Linked DNA regions of Mus musculus: region 1 is linked to region 2. The links are chromatin contacts, called in public Micro-C maps. All regions are on one chromosome and are shown on one strand. Each heading gives the region's core, a stretch centred on a gene start, on an enhancer-like site or on the middle of the called end of the contact. The rest is flanking DNA. Distances are from core to core; before and after follow the strand shown.

The links. Hi-C and Micro-C count contacts between places; a contact is called where the count stands out from the background.
Region 1: a contact with region 2 is called in a Micro-C map of muscle stem cells, with 5 times the contacts expected there. The contact joins the promoter of Hnrnpl here to the promoter of Sipa1l3 in region 2. A contact is called at or near these places in 1 of 484 Hi-C or Micro-C datasets (muscle stem cells) and 2 of 115 datasets of contacts at active chromatin or transcription factors (embryonic basal ganglia and pancreatic cancer cells).

The regions. Positions count from the first base shown.
Region 1 is chr7:28,805,212-28,812,919 of GRCm38.p6, forward strand. Hnrnpl (heterogeneous nuclear ribonucleoprotein L) reads left to right here and starts at 5,679. Exons shown (of 13, transcript NM_177301.5): 1 at 5,679-5,957. The coding sequence starts at 5,700.
Region 2 is chr7:29,500,109-29,507,627 of GRCm38.p6, forward strand. It overlaps Sipa1l3 (signal-induced proliferation-associated 1 like 3), which reads right to left and starts at 5,352. Exons shown (of 23, transcript NM_001081028.1): 1 at 5,186-5,352; 2 at 3,743-3,807.

The DNA.
Region 1 (7,708 bases), core at 4,429-6,928, 690 kb before region 2:
CTGTCCCCAGACATGCACCAGAAGAGGGCATTGGATCCCATTACAGATGGTTGTGAGCCATCATGTGGCTGCTGGGAACTGAACTCAGGACCTCTGGAAGAGCAGTCGGTGCTCTCAACCGCTGAGGCAACTCTCCAGTCCTACAATGTCTTCTAAACACATCTCTCTTTTCTGGTTCAACAAGACATTTCGGGCACTACAACCTTAGGGGGCCATGAGGTTATGTGCCATCCGTTGTAGAGCACAGTGCATGACGACGCTTGCACAAACCCTAAAGAGCCCAAGTTTGAGACAAGGGTCAGAAATTAACTGCATGGCTCCACACAGAAGGAAATAAATATCGGATGTGGTAGCTACTTTTCTCATTGCTGTGACCAAACACCTGCAAGGAGGGAGAGTTCCTTCTGGCTGCCAGTTTGAGGGGAAAGCATGGCCGTAGGAGTAGGAGCTGAGAGGTAAGGTCCCATCACAGCACCAAGCAGGAAGCAGGGATGGAAATGGAGAGAAGCCTGAGGAAAAGAAGGTCCAGTGACAGGTCCAAAGTGGGATCCAGCTCAAGGGGAGGCCCCAAGGCCTGACACTATTACTGAGGCTATAGAGCACTCACAAAAAGGGATCAATCATGACTGCCCTGCGAAAGACCCAACAAACAGCTGAAAGAATCAGATGCAGATATTTGCACCCAAACAATGGACAGAAGCAGCTGACCCCTGTTGTTGAATTAGGGAAGGCTGAAAGAAGCTGAGAAGAAGGGCGATCCTGTAGGAGGACCAGCAGTCTCAATCTGAATTCCTGAGATGTCTCAAACAGTGGACCACCAAACAGACAGCATACACAGATGACATGAGGCCCCCGACACACATACAGTAGAGGATGGCCAGGTCTGTGTCTATTCAGAGATGATGCACCTAACCCTCAAGAGGCTGGAGGCACCAGGGAGTTTAGAGGTCAAGTGGGGTGGGGGTTTGGGGCATCCACATGGAGATGGGTTGGGGTGGGGAGGAGGTGTGTTATGGGGAGCAGTTGAAGCGTGGATGGGGGTGAGGGGTGGGGAATGGAATATGGAGTGTGAAAAATGAATTACAAATAAAATTAAATTTTAAAAAATATCAAAAACAAACAAACAAAAAAGCACTGGCTGCAAGCTGGGCATAGTAACTCATGCCTTTAATCCCAGCCCTCGGGAGACAGAGGCAGGCAGATGTTTGTGAGTTTCAAGCTAGCTTGGTCTACATAGTGAGACCCTGTCTCAAACAAAACAAACAAAAAAGATCACTGGCTGCTCTCCCGGAGGACACAGGTTTGATATCCAGCACCCACCATGACAGCTCACAACCATTTGTAACTCCATCCCGGGGGGGGGGGGGGTCTATCTAATAGCCTCCTTTGGCCTTTACCCCCATGTGGTGCAGACTCAGCTAGGGCTTTATAATGAGACTTTGTTTTCCATAAACAAAACAAAAAACAACAGGGAAAACAAACTTGAGAGCAAGGTAAAATCTGTTTGGGGCTGTTGTGCCCCATGACTGTGAGAAGGTTTTTTTAAATATATTTTTAAATTATATTTAAATATATTTTAAATTTTTATTATTTTATATGTAATGGGTGTTTGGCCTGCCTGAATGCCTGTGCATGGTATGTATGCCCAGTGCTCGAGGAGGCCAGAAGAGTGTATAGAACCCCCTGGAATTGGAGTCACCATGTAGGTATTGGGAGTTGAACCTGAATCTCCTGGGAAAGCAGTGGACGATCTGAGCTGCTAAGCCATCTCTCTCCAGACTGCAGTGCTGCGTGTGTCCTGTACATGCTATGTGTGAGTTCTGCCACTGGGGGGGGGGTTATTTATTACATTTACTGTGTGTGCACGTGTGGGGGTGGGGTTTGGGTGCCATGGTACATGTGTTGCAGTCAGGGAACAGCTTTGTGGGGTCAGTTCTCTTCTTCCATGATTACTGGGTTCTGGGGATTGTATCAAGTCACCAGGCTGGTGGGCCCAACAGCCTTACCTATCCATGTCTCTGTCGGTCTCTCTGGCTGGATTACTTTAATCTTCTTCTTCCTCTTCTTCTTCTTCTTTTTTTTTTTTTTCCTTTAGTTTTTTGAGACAGGGTTTCTCTGTGTAGCCCTGGCTGTCCTGGAACCTACTCTGTAGACCAGGCTGGCCTCGAACTCAGAAATCCGCCTGCCTCTGCCTCCCAAGTGCTAGGATTAAAGGTGTGTGCCACCACGCCCGGCAGTCACTGATCATCTTCTTCTTCTTCTTCTTCTTCTTCTTCTTCTTCTTCTTCTTCTTCTTCTTCTTCTTCTTCTTCTTCTTCTTCTTCTTCTTCTTCTTCTTCTTCTCCTCCTCCTCCTCCTCCTCCTCCTCCTCCTCCTCCTCCTCCTCCTCCTCCTCCTCCTCCCCCCCTCCTCCTCAGAAGACAGGATTTCACGTACCTCCGGCTGGTTCTCAGCTCTTTAGGAGTGGAGGATGACCTTGTACTCAGTTCTCTCAGAACTGGGATTACTCCAAGGACTGAGAAGTGAGGCGCAGTGGCTTCATTAGCTGAGCTGGCTTTGTCCTTGCACCACTAGGGAGGATTAGCCAATTTAGCAGGCCAACCCGAAGGAGGCTCACTTCATAACCCTTTCTGTCCCAGTGTAGCCCCAGCATTCCAGGGGAACCCATGGCTCTCCAGGAAGCCCTTACGGCAGTGTCCCAGTCTCCTGGCCTGCTTTCATTACTTCTTTCCTTGGCTATAACCTTGGGAATCAAAAAACAGGGAGTTTCTGTGACAGGGCAGTTGTTGCCCACACCCGGTTTCTCTCAGGGAGTATACATAATTATAACTGTGAGAAGGCATAGGACTAAAATGACTAAGATGTGCCACTGGAGTCAAAGGCAGTTGGATGAAAAGGAGCAAAGACAGATGGCTCAGCCGTCAAAAGTACTAGTTGCTTCTAAAGAGGGTCTGGGGGGTTCAATTCCAGGCACCCACATGTCAGCTCACAACCGGTGGGGAACTCCAGTACCTGGCGATCGGGCCTTCTTCTGACCTCGGCAGGCAGAGAATCAGCAGATTTTTGGGTTGGTGTGGGTGTACAGGAGCTGTGAGAGTCAGATGACCTGCGTGTGGTCTAGATATGTGGCCCCAAGCTGTCCTTACACTCAAAACTCCCTGCCTCAGCTGCACAGCTGAGCCTGGTGTGGGGCATAACCCCTGTGCTTAACCACGGTTCTCTAGCGTTCTCTGATAGGCACACAGACATCACCCAGTATCAGTTTCGACATCAGACACTTAGCAGCTGTGGCATCTTAGGTCCTCGAGCCTGCTTACCCATCTGTACAACAAACATGTCTACATTTATCTTCCAAACACTCGGCAAATGGAGAAAACTGCCACGTAAACCGCAAGCGACTGGAGGACTTATTTTCCTGGCTAGGGTGGAAAGTGGGACAGAGGGTGAGCAAGAATGCGGAGCTCAAACAACACAGCCGCTCAACGTTCTTCCCATTCCGTTCCAGACTCGGTTATCTTCCTCAGTGCCCCCTTTCCCCCAGTGAAAAGAGGTCGTGGTCCCTTTAAGGTCCGCCCCTCCCTCCCCCAAAACTTCCCAGTGTCTGCTCTTTTCGATCCCGGACGGCCGGCCAAGCTCGCCGCCGAGCTGGTAGGGGACAGGGCCAAGGGGTCGGGGAGGGATGTGGGGGCGTGGGGGGACCTGCGGGACGCACGTCGCTGCGCCGGCGGGAGGGCGGGGGACAGGCTGCGGGAGCAGCGGGCACGGGCGTGGGCACCAGTAGCTGCCCCAGGCGTGAGTAGTCTACGAGCCGCTTGCACCGTACAGGGTTTAGCCTAGTGCGGACAGCACGCCCGAATGAGGGGCATACGGGACCCGCGCGGGGGAGGATAGGAGACCTCCCGTTCCCCTCCCCCACTACCGTCTCTGACGTAGACGCGGGACCCCGCCCTTCTGCGGGAGCGCCGCCTCCCCGCCCCCCGTGCGTCACCTGCTACGCCTTGGCGGCGTACCCCATGTTGGGAGGGCCTTCTTTGGAGTGTCTGTGTCCAGTGAAATGGCTGGAGATCCATTTATATCCTCACCAGCCTCCACCGCTTCCAAACTTTTTTAATTAGGAGAATCCCTTTGTATCCCAGGGTAGCCCTGAACTCAAGGCAATCCTGCCTCCAGAGCGCTGCATTACAGGCTTGCAACCACTACGCCATGCTTAAAACTTATCCCAACACCCGGGGTTCTGTTCTCTGAGCCTTTACTCACATTTCAAACTTAGTACCAAGCGGATATCCGCTTTGGGAATGACCTGGTGGAAAGGTGTCACAGCACGTTTTGAAGCGGCCTGTGAGTCTTACACCGTCTCAAGACGTGTGTGTGTGTGTGTGTGTGTGTGTGCGCGCGCGCGCGTGCGTGTGGTGGGGGTGGGGGTAGATACGCGCCTTGTCTGTGCTAGGCAAGCGTTCCATTGCTGAGCTACATCCCAGAGTCTTCTTGACTCCCTAGTTTCCCCATAAAGCCTCTGGACGGGTCTGTGGTCGGGATCCGGATCCTCCGTCAGTACGTTCCCTGTCTGCTTGCTCCCCGGCGGGCACTTGTCGGCGTTGCAGCTCTCGGGCTTCGCAGGACCCTGGGAGGAGACAATCGCTTCAGAGCAGTCTCCAAGTAGCGAGTCTAAGCCACAGAGCACTCTGGAGGACGCAGGGTGCTCAGTTGCCAAGTGCGAACCGAGTTGAACTATAAAGATCTACCACCATGACTGAATTTAGAGTGAAATGACGGTGCCTGCCAGGGTCCAAAGTCACATGGCAATCAATGAGTGTTTTATTAGTGAGAAGTGCTCAGATTTGAAGGTTCTTTTAAAAATAATAACCTCCAGCTTAGGATAGGGTAGAGGTGAAGTAAACGTTCTAATGGGTTATAGCTGCTGCAAATTGTTGTCTTGCTCTAGACTTCCGGAGCTTGCAAACAACAGACGCGCGAAAGACCGTTCGGGTACTCGAGTAGTTGTATCCCTTAAAGTCACCTCTTCTATTGAAGCCCCCCCCCCCCCCCAAAAGTACAGGAGCGCATGCGCTCTCTCGGGACCGGTTCCTAGATTGCGCCACAGAGAGCCTACGGGCTCTCCTTTTTCACCAATCAGAAGCTATCAGTCGTCCTATACCATCTGGCAATAGGGCATTCTTTCCACTCTTCATTGACCAATCGAGTGTTGACGTACGAGACGGGCACCTGGGGGAACAATTGTAGGAACACAGAAGGGAAGGCCTTTCTTGTATCCCAGCGGAGTGGCGCGGGAAGATGGTCGTTGTGACTGGGAAACGCAAGGATTTCAGAGTGACCGATTAGCTAGGAAACCAATGAGAGCGGGAAGGAGGCGGAGCTTCGGAGGCCCACTTCCATTTACTGTTTGTGGGAAGGCGGAGCGATCCCAAAAATCTGGCCTATTAAATCAGAGTTTATTTTAAGGAGGTGGGGCCTGGCGGAATGACTGGCAAGAAGCGTTCACCTATAAGGAGTGCGATTGGCGAACAGAGGCGGTCTTTCCAATAGAACGGCATGCGTCCTATCCAATAGAAATGAACCGTGAGGAAACTTCCCCTCCCCCCAAGATAGGGCCAGTGGCTCCCCCTATCGGGTGGGGGCGGCGAGTGACGGGCGTGTCCCTCCCCCAATGAGAGGCGGGGGGAGGCGGGTTCTGCGCCGCCATGTCGCGGAGGCTGCTGCCCCGGGCGGAGAAGCGGCGTCGGCGGCTCGAGCAGAGGCAGCAGCCGGACGAGCAGCTGAGGCGGGCGGGAGCGATGGTGAAGATGGCGGCTGCGGGCGGCGGAGGTGGCGGTGGTCGCTATTACGGCGGCGGCAACGAGGGAGGCCGAGCCCCTAAACGGCTGAAGACTGAAAACGCCGGCGACCAGCACGGAGGCGGCGGCGGCGGAGGCTCCGGGGCGGCGGGCGGCGGCGGCGGGGTGAGGCTGGGGCTTTAGACTCCCGGAAGGAAGGGGAAATTTCGTACTTTAAAAAGCTATTTATTTTTCACAGGGGGGAAAAATCTCTGCGCAGGCGCTGCAGCCCTCGCGCTTTTTTGGTGGGTGGGGGAGGGGCAGGCGTTGGGCAAACGGCGGGGTTTGCGCGAGGACAGGCGCTTGCGCGTGCGCACAATCCGAAGCGGGGCTTGAGGGGGCGGAGGAAGCGGCTGGCTCTGCAGGCACCGCACTGCGCAGGCGCCGCGGGCCGGCATGTGGGGGGCCTAGGCACGCGGTCGGGCCGTTTTTTTTTTTTCTCCTCACTTCTTTATCTTTTTTTTTTTCCTCTTCTTTCCGTGTCCCTATGCGCAAGCGCGTTTCTACAACCACAGCCAGCGAGCGGGAAGCGGGTGGGCGGTGGCCTGACCGAGTCGCCCCGTCGCAGTTTTAATCATGGTCGTTTCCATATAGAAGTTCACTTGATGAAATTATAAAATTATAATGCCCAGATTAAACTGTTTAACTTCTTTTACTGTGTGCATTGAAAAACGGAAGACGATTTGTGAAAGGCAGATTTAACTTTGGGAATTGAGCCAAGCTTAGAAATTATCACTCGATTTGCTTAGGGCTCCAGGATTGGGGCATTTATAAACTAAACTGTATTATGGTCCTGTGGCTATGCATAGAGTCTTTCAGCCTATTTAGTCTTCTGAAGGTCACAATTATGGTGTCTGGGTTAGGATGCAGTTTGCATTCCTTTTAAAAGTTTATTATTAAAGTCCTTCCGGTGGGCACGGAGTCACAGGCCTTTAATCTCTTTGGTTTGAGGCCAGCCTCTTATGCATAGTTAATTCCAGGACAGACAAGGCTGTGAGACTTATCAAAAAGCCAAACAAACAGTGCCCTCTTGATGAGGCTGCTGCTCATGCATTTATCAGCTTCTCCCTGTTGTTACAGTGTTAGGTTTCTCAAGGATTTGGAAGACATTTTAGTTGAGTCTGGTAAGTTAACTGCCAAGCTAGACAACGGGAGCCCATGAGGTGGAAGGAGAGAACAGACTCCAAAAGGTTGTTCTCCGAACATCTCATGGGCTGTGTGGTGAGCCTTACCCCCACCCTAATCATTTAAGGTGAGAGGTACCTCACATTCGGTGTTGGTCCTCTGAGATGGGGACTTTTATGGACTCCCTTTACAAAGCAGGAAAGACACTGGGTAAATTAGGTTGAGTCTCACCAGTGACAAACAGAAGTAAGATTAGAACTCAAGGTTGTGGAAGGCAAACCTCAACTGGAAATGGCTGGGAAGGGTGTGCCTTGTGTGGTTCACTAAGAACCCACTAATATGCATAGGTTTCTGCCCAGTAGTGTTCGGGGCATGGGCCACAGTCTAGAGAGATGGAGGAGGACGTTCTCTCCAGAGCTCTAGAAACTGCCTGTGTGTGATTGTGTGAGTGGAGGAGCTGTGGAAAATGTTACAGGTTGGGATAGCAGTTCGGGGTGGAAGACCTTGGCCTAGACAGTATAAGACAGGCAGGGCGTATTGTCCTGGAAGCCTTGTGTCCCTAAGCACTTGGTCTTTTGCCCAGACCAGACCTGAAGGTGACTTGTGGTCACAGTCTTCTTAATCAAGTGACCAAAGCTTGCCCAGCCAGAGAAAACACAAAGAAGCTAGAACACATGCAGAGTGTGGTTTTTGTTGTTGTTTTTCAAGACAGGGTTTCTCTGTGTAGCCCTGGCTGTCCTGGAACTCTGTAG
Region 2 (7,519 bases), core at 4,102-6,601:
GGAGTTGTAATGATGTTTCTTGGATCTGCAGTAGAATAATGGCTGCCTGTCATTCCGTGATACACACTTTTGTTTATGTATTATGTATTAAGGAGCGGGGGGGGGGGGTCCTACTTTTTCCTTTTCTCTCTTTTTTTTTTTTTTTTTTTTTTTTGTTGTTGTTGTTTTTTGAGACAGGGTTTCTCTGTGTAGCCCTGGCTGTCCTGGAACTCACTTTGTAGACCAGGCTGGCCTCGAACTCAGAAATCCACCTGCCTCTGCCTCCCGAGTGCTGGAATTAAAGGTGTGCGCCACCATGCCCAGCTTACTTTTTCTTAAACTAGATTTATTCAGGCCTGAAGATGTAGGTTAGTCAAAGAGCCTGCCTAGCATATGGCGACCTTGGGTTCCCCATGCAATTTTTTTTGTTCTTTGACAAGGTACATCTCGATCTAAGTGACAAGCTATCATCAGCCACACTGATGAAGCAGGAAGCCTGCGTGCAGGGGAGGGGACAGTGGGTGGTTTCTGGTTGTTTGTTCTGGTATCACAAGCCCATTTCAGTAAGAAACATTTCTAAATTAAATAAAACAATATGGCAAGAAATTCAGTTCCTGGTCTCTAGAGCCACACAAGAGACTGAGTCAACTCCACAATGCCACCCATGATGGACACACTGGGCACGGTGACAGCATCTACTCCAGGGGAGTCCCATAAAGAACGTACTTGCAGTGGCTTCTCTACGTGGGTGAAGCCCTCTGTGAGACTGGCTGCTTCACGGCCATTTGTCTAACTTCAGTACCTAATGAGAGAAGACTAAGACCTGAAGATGATCCTGGCCAGTTGACTCCCACTCAGGCTCACTTCTCTGGTCCTTACAAGCATCCTACGAAGCCTGATGTGCGGCTGACCCTAAGGGTTTATTGGGTCGTTGATAAATGAATACACGCTGCCTGGGTTTACGTAGCCATTCCTGTGGCTGTCTGGGCAAAGCACTTGTACAGGACCCTATCCAACTCGTATGTAACCTACAAGTACTCCTTCCTTACCAGTCCTTTGCCCAGACTAGCAATGCACCCTACAGAGCTACGTTTCCTACACTTCCTTGCAGGAGAAAGTGGTCATGTCACAAAGCTGTAGAAACCAGCTAGGGATGGACTTCAGGGAAAGTGATGGCACCTTCCTCAGCTTTCCTTCTTCCTGTAACAGGGATATGGGACTGCCAGCGAAGCAGGTGTCTTCTGACTAGGCTGAAGATGCCAGAGCTGACAGAACCCTGCTCTCATTCACTGAGGAAACGGGCCCTGTAGTGGCGATTGGTGCTCACAGGTGAACCCCAGCAGGGCGTCCTCCTGGCATCAACTCTTGAGGCATCCCTCCTTTCAGGAGTCTGCGCAGACACAGTGGCTCACGTCAGCCAACAGAAGGAGGAAGGGATATGAGCTAGTTCTTGCCCTAAGCCATAAGAAAACCTAAAAAGCCAAAGAGGCAGGTACGGTCATACACGGTCGTAGCTTGGGGTAGACATTAAGTTCGAGGTCAGCCAAAGCTAGATAGCAAGATTCCCAATAAACACAAACAAGCAGACAACAAAATAAGAGGAAGAGGCCCCTGTTATATAAGCCTGGCTGACTACAAATGCTACGTGGAAGGAAAGATCCAGAGACCACACAGAAAGCTGAACAGTCATACCAAGGGCCATTTGAAGAAATAACATCTGGAATACTCTAGCCCTGTGCATTCCCGACTTGCAGCCACAGCAGGACCAGCTGAAGGACCATCCCTGACAGCCAAGCCTCAGTCAGCCACACATGCATGAGAAATAGTACTCTGTTGACATCTTAAGACATTCGCCGTTTGCAGGATGTCTTGTTGGGCAGCAGTATCTCATCAGAATGTTTCACGGCAACAAGCACATTCCCAAACTGAAGTGCTCTCTCACACTGAAGCGGCTAGCAGAAATCTATTCTATATCCTGATTTCTAACAGAGCCTGTCAATAGGAAAGAACACAATCCCATCCCCTCCTCTCTGATTGCGTCATAAATACCCATTAGGCACAACTAATCTGTATCATGACGATGCATCTATTAATCATTTCTATAATGAAAAAGCACTGAGAGTGGGTGGTTCATCACTGCACTGGGCCTGTGAGCACCCTAGAAAACACACCTCCTGTCTGGACAAAGGGCATCATCACTATGCTACCACTGCTTCCTGTTCAACCTCAGAAGCCTACAGGGCTCAAGTTAGAGTAGCTAAGCTCCAACACCTGTGAGCTAATTAAAGAAGGCCATCAATTATAAAAGTAATTTTGGGGAAAAGCTGGAAACGAAAGAAAGAACATAGATGACATCCAGCCAAACATTATGGCACACCCACCCAGAGTACATGTGGAGTGGGAGTGGGGCTCAGTGGTAGAGCCCTGCCTAGAATCCCTTAGTGAGGGGCTGGGGGCATGGCTCAGTGGTAGAGCCCCTGCCTAGAATCCCCTAGTGAGGGGCTGGGGGCGTGGCTCAGTGGTAGAGCCCCTGCCTAGAATCCTCCAGTGAGAGGCTGGGGGCGTGGCTCAGTGGTAGAGCCCCTGCCTAGAATCCCCTAGTGAGGGGCTGGGGGCGTGGCTTGGTAGTAGAAGATATGCTAGGATGAAATGTAAAATATTTTTTAGATTTTTATTTAATGTGTATGAATTTTTTGCCTGCATATATGTGTGTGCACCACATGTGTTCCTGGTACCCACAGAGGCTAGGAGAGGGCATCAGAGCTCCCAGATTTAACGATGGTTGTGAGCCACAATGTAGGTGCTGGGAACTAAACCAAAGTCCTCTGCAAGAGCAGCAAGTGCTCTTAAGCAACTGAGCATCTCTCAGCCCCCTTTCCTTTATTTTCCTTTTTCCTCCCTCTCTCCCTTCCTCCTTCCCTCCCTCCCTCCCTCTCTTCCTTTCAATATGGTTTTTTGAGACAGGCTTTCTCTGTGTAACCCTGGCTGTCCTGGATCTCACTCCATAGACCAAGCTGGCCTCTAACTCAGGGATCTGCCTGCCTCTGCCTCCTGGGACTAAAAACATGTGCCACCACTACCTGACCATCTTCTTTTTCTTTTAAAAAAGAGCGAATCAGAGGAATATTGATTCAGAAATATTTCCATATGGTACTGCTGTGTGAAAGCAAAACTCATGAAAATAAAGACCGTACTATCCCTAATGGAGCAACACTGTTCCCTGGAGCACTATAGAACCATGGAGAAAAGACCCATGATAAGATATGGGAAGACGCTGACAAGGGAGGGTGCTGCTTACAGGTCAGGTAAGGAGGAAAGGGGAGAAAGAAGAGCCTAGAAAGTGGGGGTGGGGGCAGACTGAAAATACTCAAGAACGTAACATAATGTCATCTCCTGAACACTTACCCTCCCACTGTCTTCTCTCCAGGAGTCTTCTGGCACACTAGATATCACCTGGCCTCTCTTTAACGTCTCGCTTACACAGACACTATCAATTAGCACCATCTTCCAGAAAAGGCAACTAAAGCCCAGAATTCAGGCAGTGAGGGACTCACACATTACAAGACATGGCTTTTCCTCAACTTCCCTCAAAGTGATACTCCTTGGAGCTCAGGGAACAGTGACCTGTTGCCATGGCAGCCTTCCACACTGCAACAGGCTCTGGAGGGTGAAGGGCACATGACTGTCACATGGCAACAGTGGGCCCGTGAGGTGCCTCAGAGCTTGGGGCTGCTGGAGAAGCCTGAGAGGGAGGACCACTGACCTGGCTCCCTGGAGCGCCTCGGGGAAGCCTGCCTGGGATATTTTTACAGCACCAGTCGCTGCTACCTGGAGCCAGAAACAGAGAGCGTGTCAGTTACAACACAGTCTGATTCCTTCAACTCACTGGTTAATTAAAACCTGCTCAGCGCACAGCAAGAGTTATTGCCTACTAAAGCAGAGGAGAGGATAAACCAAGGCTGGTCAGGTCACTCTTATCTCCCCTGCCTTCCTGCCACAGAAACCTGGAGCTATGTCACCTTTCCAATACATAGCAGGCACGCACAAATCCTCTCTTACTGAGATTACCCCACTATTCTCTAATTCGCTGGTACCACACTTTCTCTGTCATGCCATGTGCCCAAAATGCCCAAATGAGCCACTGTCAGCTTCCAGGCTGTGACGCCTGAAGGGATTGGGGGCCAGGAAGCCAGCAGCTTGAGGCTGACAGACCCCAAGAATGGCTGCATGACCACAGAGAGACCAGAGAGAGAGGTGACAGGTCACACCAACCACTGCCATGGCTTCCTGGAAACGCTGGTGGCACTCTAGTCAGTCCCAAGTGAGAACAGCTAGCCGTCCATCCACCAATGGGCCATCTAGTAGCATAAATTCATTCATGTCATAACTGAAGCTGCACCCCACCCCACCCCCGCTACAGGCTAGGCACTGTTCTAGAAGGACCAAGGCCTGGCCTGCGCTCCCAGGAAGCCAACAGTTGAGATGCAGGTGGAAGAAAAATCCAGCGAAGGAGGTGGCTCCAGGGTGACTGAGAGGAAGGCACCCTGGGTTGGGAACATCTGAGCAGAGACTTGAGGAGGGGGTGGCTTTGGAAGGCTAGTCCTGAGAACGGCTACGTGAGTGTGGGAAGGCAGGTGGACATGCCACCCCAACTACATCCACAGGCAGAGGACACAGCCAGGGAGAGGCCAGAGCAGGGAGCAAGGGGCCTGAGCTGCAGTCCACAGGCGCAGGGTCAGAGGAGCTGGGGCACTTGGCATGACAACTCAGTGGGTACTACCACTACTTCCTGTTTCCCCCAAAAGAGGAAACTGAGGCCCAGGAGGGTACAGGATTTACCAAGACCACACAGCATACATACTGGGCTGGGGCACCACAGCCCCTGGTAACAAAGTCTGCAGACAGCAGGGGCTCAGCTACAGTCATCTATTCTTTCCCTGGGAGTCCGTGGCCTCCATCTTCTCATTTGCTCAACACTGGGCCAACCTTTCTTCAGGTTAGGAACAGATAGGTAAACACTTCACAAGAGAAGAGGGGGTGAGAGAGAGAGAGAGGGAGAGAGAGGAAGGGAGGGAGGGAGGGAGGGAGCGAGGGAGGGGGAGAGAGAGAGAGAGAGAGAGAGAAGCTAGCTTTCCCTCAAAGAAGAATCAGATTATTAACTTTCTCTGGAAGGTGCTACCGAAGTGAGGAGACATCGCTCACCTACCAGGAGTCCCGGAACACAGCCGTGATCACACTCCAGGAAGGTGGCTACTAGGTTGGCCCCAGGTGTGGCTCCTGTCCCAGGTTTTCCCTAGGCAAGAGCCACCTGCCCCAGCTCCCTAGGCCGACCTGGGGTGGTGCCTCCTCCTGCGCTGTGGGTGTCTGGAATGCGGAAATAGGAACCAGCAGTGCCAGCTTCTAACGACTTATTCAGTGGCCTTCAGGCCACGCCAGCTTACCGGAGTTCCCCTGAGATGGCTGCTCTCTGCACACAGGCACATCCCCAAAGAGCCAGTTCTGCCAATATTCCCTTTGGGGAAGGGAAATAACAGGATTCCTTACTCATCAGACACGTGGTCTTGGGTCTGAATGAGTTTGGGAGAAAGCTCGGAGGTAACAAAGCCTGCCTGTTACAGGCCACCTGCTCGGTGCTGAGCCAGGGCTGGATCAGCGCCACAGCATCCCTGCCCTAAGCCCCGCAGCTTCATTCACAACCTTCCTACCCACAGGTGGGCCCCTCACCTCTGCAGACAGTGCCGGCTGCAGAGGCTGGAGGCTTAATGATTAAACCTTGTGGCAGACTCTTCCACCCAGCCTTGGAAGCACAGCTCTGGGAGGGTGCTGCTCTAAACACTACAGTCTCTCCAGGGCCTTTAAGTCGGAACTACGGTCACGCCTATTTTACAGATAGTGTTGAACAGAAGTCACAGGACGGAGGTCACATAGCAAGTGGGGGTTCAACCCAAGCAGTATATCTCAAGAGTCCAGCTTTTGACTGTTATGCGAATATGCCCTTGTGAAGAGTCTAGTGTCCACCCTGGGAGAGAAAGCCAGTGAGGTCATGGCTCTGGCCCATCAAACACTCAGTAACAGATGGAGCTCAATAGCTTATGACTATGATCTTCGAATTGGAAAAGTCAGACAGGATTTCAAGGTCATTCAAAGCTGCATAGTGAGTTCAGGGACCAACCTGAGCTACAGGAGGCTGTCACAAAACAAAAAAACAAACAGAAAAACAAAAACAACAACAACAACAACAACAAAACCCAAAGAACAACCAAAACAGTTCCATGACTCTCAGCTGTGTTATCACAGGCTGCTCACACCTGGGCCTTCAAAATGGAAAACACCTGGCTCACAGTTACAGCCTAAACTCCAGACTTAACCTCCAGACGTCTGATGGCAAAGTACAGACTCCCAGGTGTGATGCACCTGCCTGTACGCCCTGCATTTGGGAGACTGAGGCAAGAGGAACTGCTGCAATAAGGCCAGACTGGCTATCAGCATCAAACCCTGGCTCAGAAGAGCCAAATGAAGCCGGGCAGTGGTGGCACACACCTTTAATCCCAGCACTTGGGAGGCAGAGGCAGGAGGATTTCTGAGTTCGAGGCCAGCCTGGTCTACAGAGTGAGTTCCAGGATAGCCAGGACTGCACAGAGAAACCCTGTCTCGAAAAAACAAGCAAACAAACAAACACACACATACAAAAAAAAAAAAAAAAAAAAACCCCGAAGAGCCAAATTAAAACTCTTACTATCATCTTTATCAAACTGCGGTAAACCAGAACCAAGATGCTCTTGCCTGCAGGGAGCTCTCAGTCACCTGAGAACAATCTGGCAAAACAAAAGAAAACAACCAAAGGAAATTGCAACAAGCAGATTCCCGTGCCCTCAAGGGGCACTGGCTGTGAGTCGGGCATGTCGCATGATTTCACAAGCTTCAATCCCCCCACAACCTACCTGCTCTACCTTGCAGACAGGGAAATGGAGGTCATTGGGCTAACCCAAGACCAATACAGGGCCCAGTAGGACCCAGGACTTGCACACAGGTTAAGTCACATTTCTCAGGCCCTCCGCAGTCTCCCAGGGCAACCACTGTCCACAGGTGGTCAGAGGAAAAATTCTGCCCGTAAGAGGAATGTCGCTTTCATAGATGGTTGGGGACTGGGCCAGAACCACCGGAGTTCACAATTTTGAGCTAGCAACCTACACCTGACTTACATCCTCCCCTTCTGTCCACCCCACAGCCCTCCATGGTCCTCAGAGTCAAGCCTCTGTGAGAAGGATCTTGCTCAGGAGTGGGAGGGAGCAGGGGGAACCCCAGGTGGTGCCAAGCAGGGTGAGCTCTCAAAAAGCATGCACACAGGGCTGGTGAGATGGCTCAGTGGCTAAGAACACTGACTGCTCTTCCAAAGGTCCTGAGTTCAAATCCCAGCAACCACATGGTGGCTCACAACCACCCGTAATGAGATCTGACGCCCTCTTCTGGTGTCTGAAGACAGCTACAGTGTACTTATGTATAACAGTAAATAAACATCTAAAAAAATAAATAAATAAAG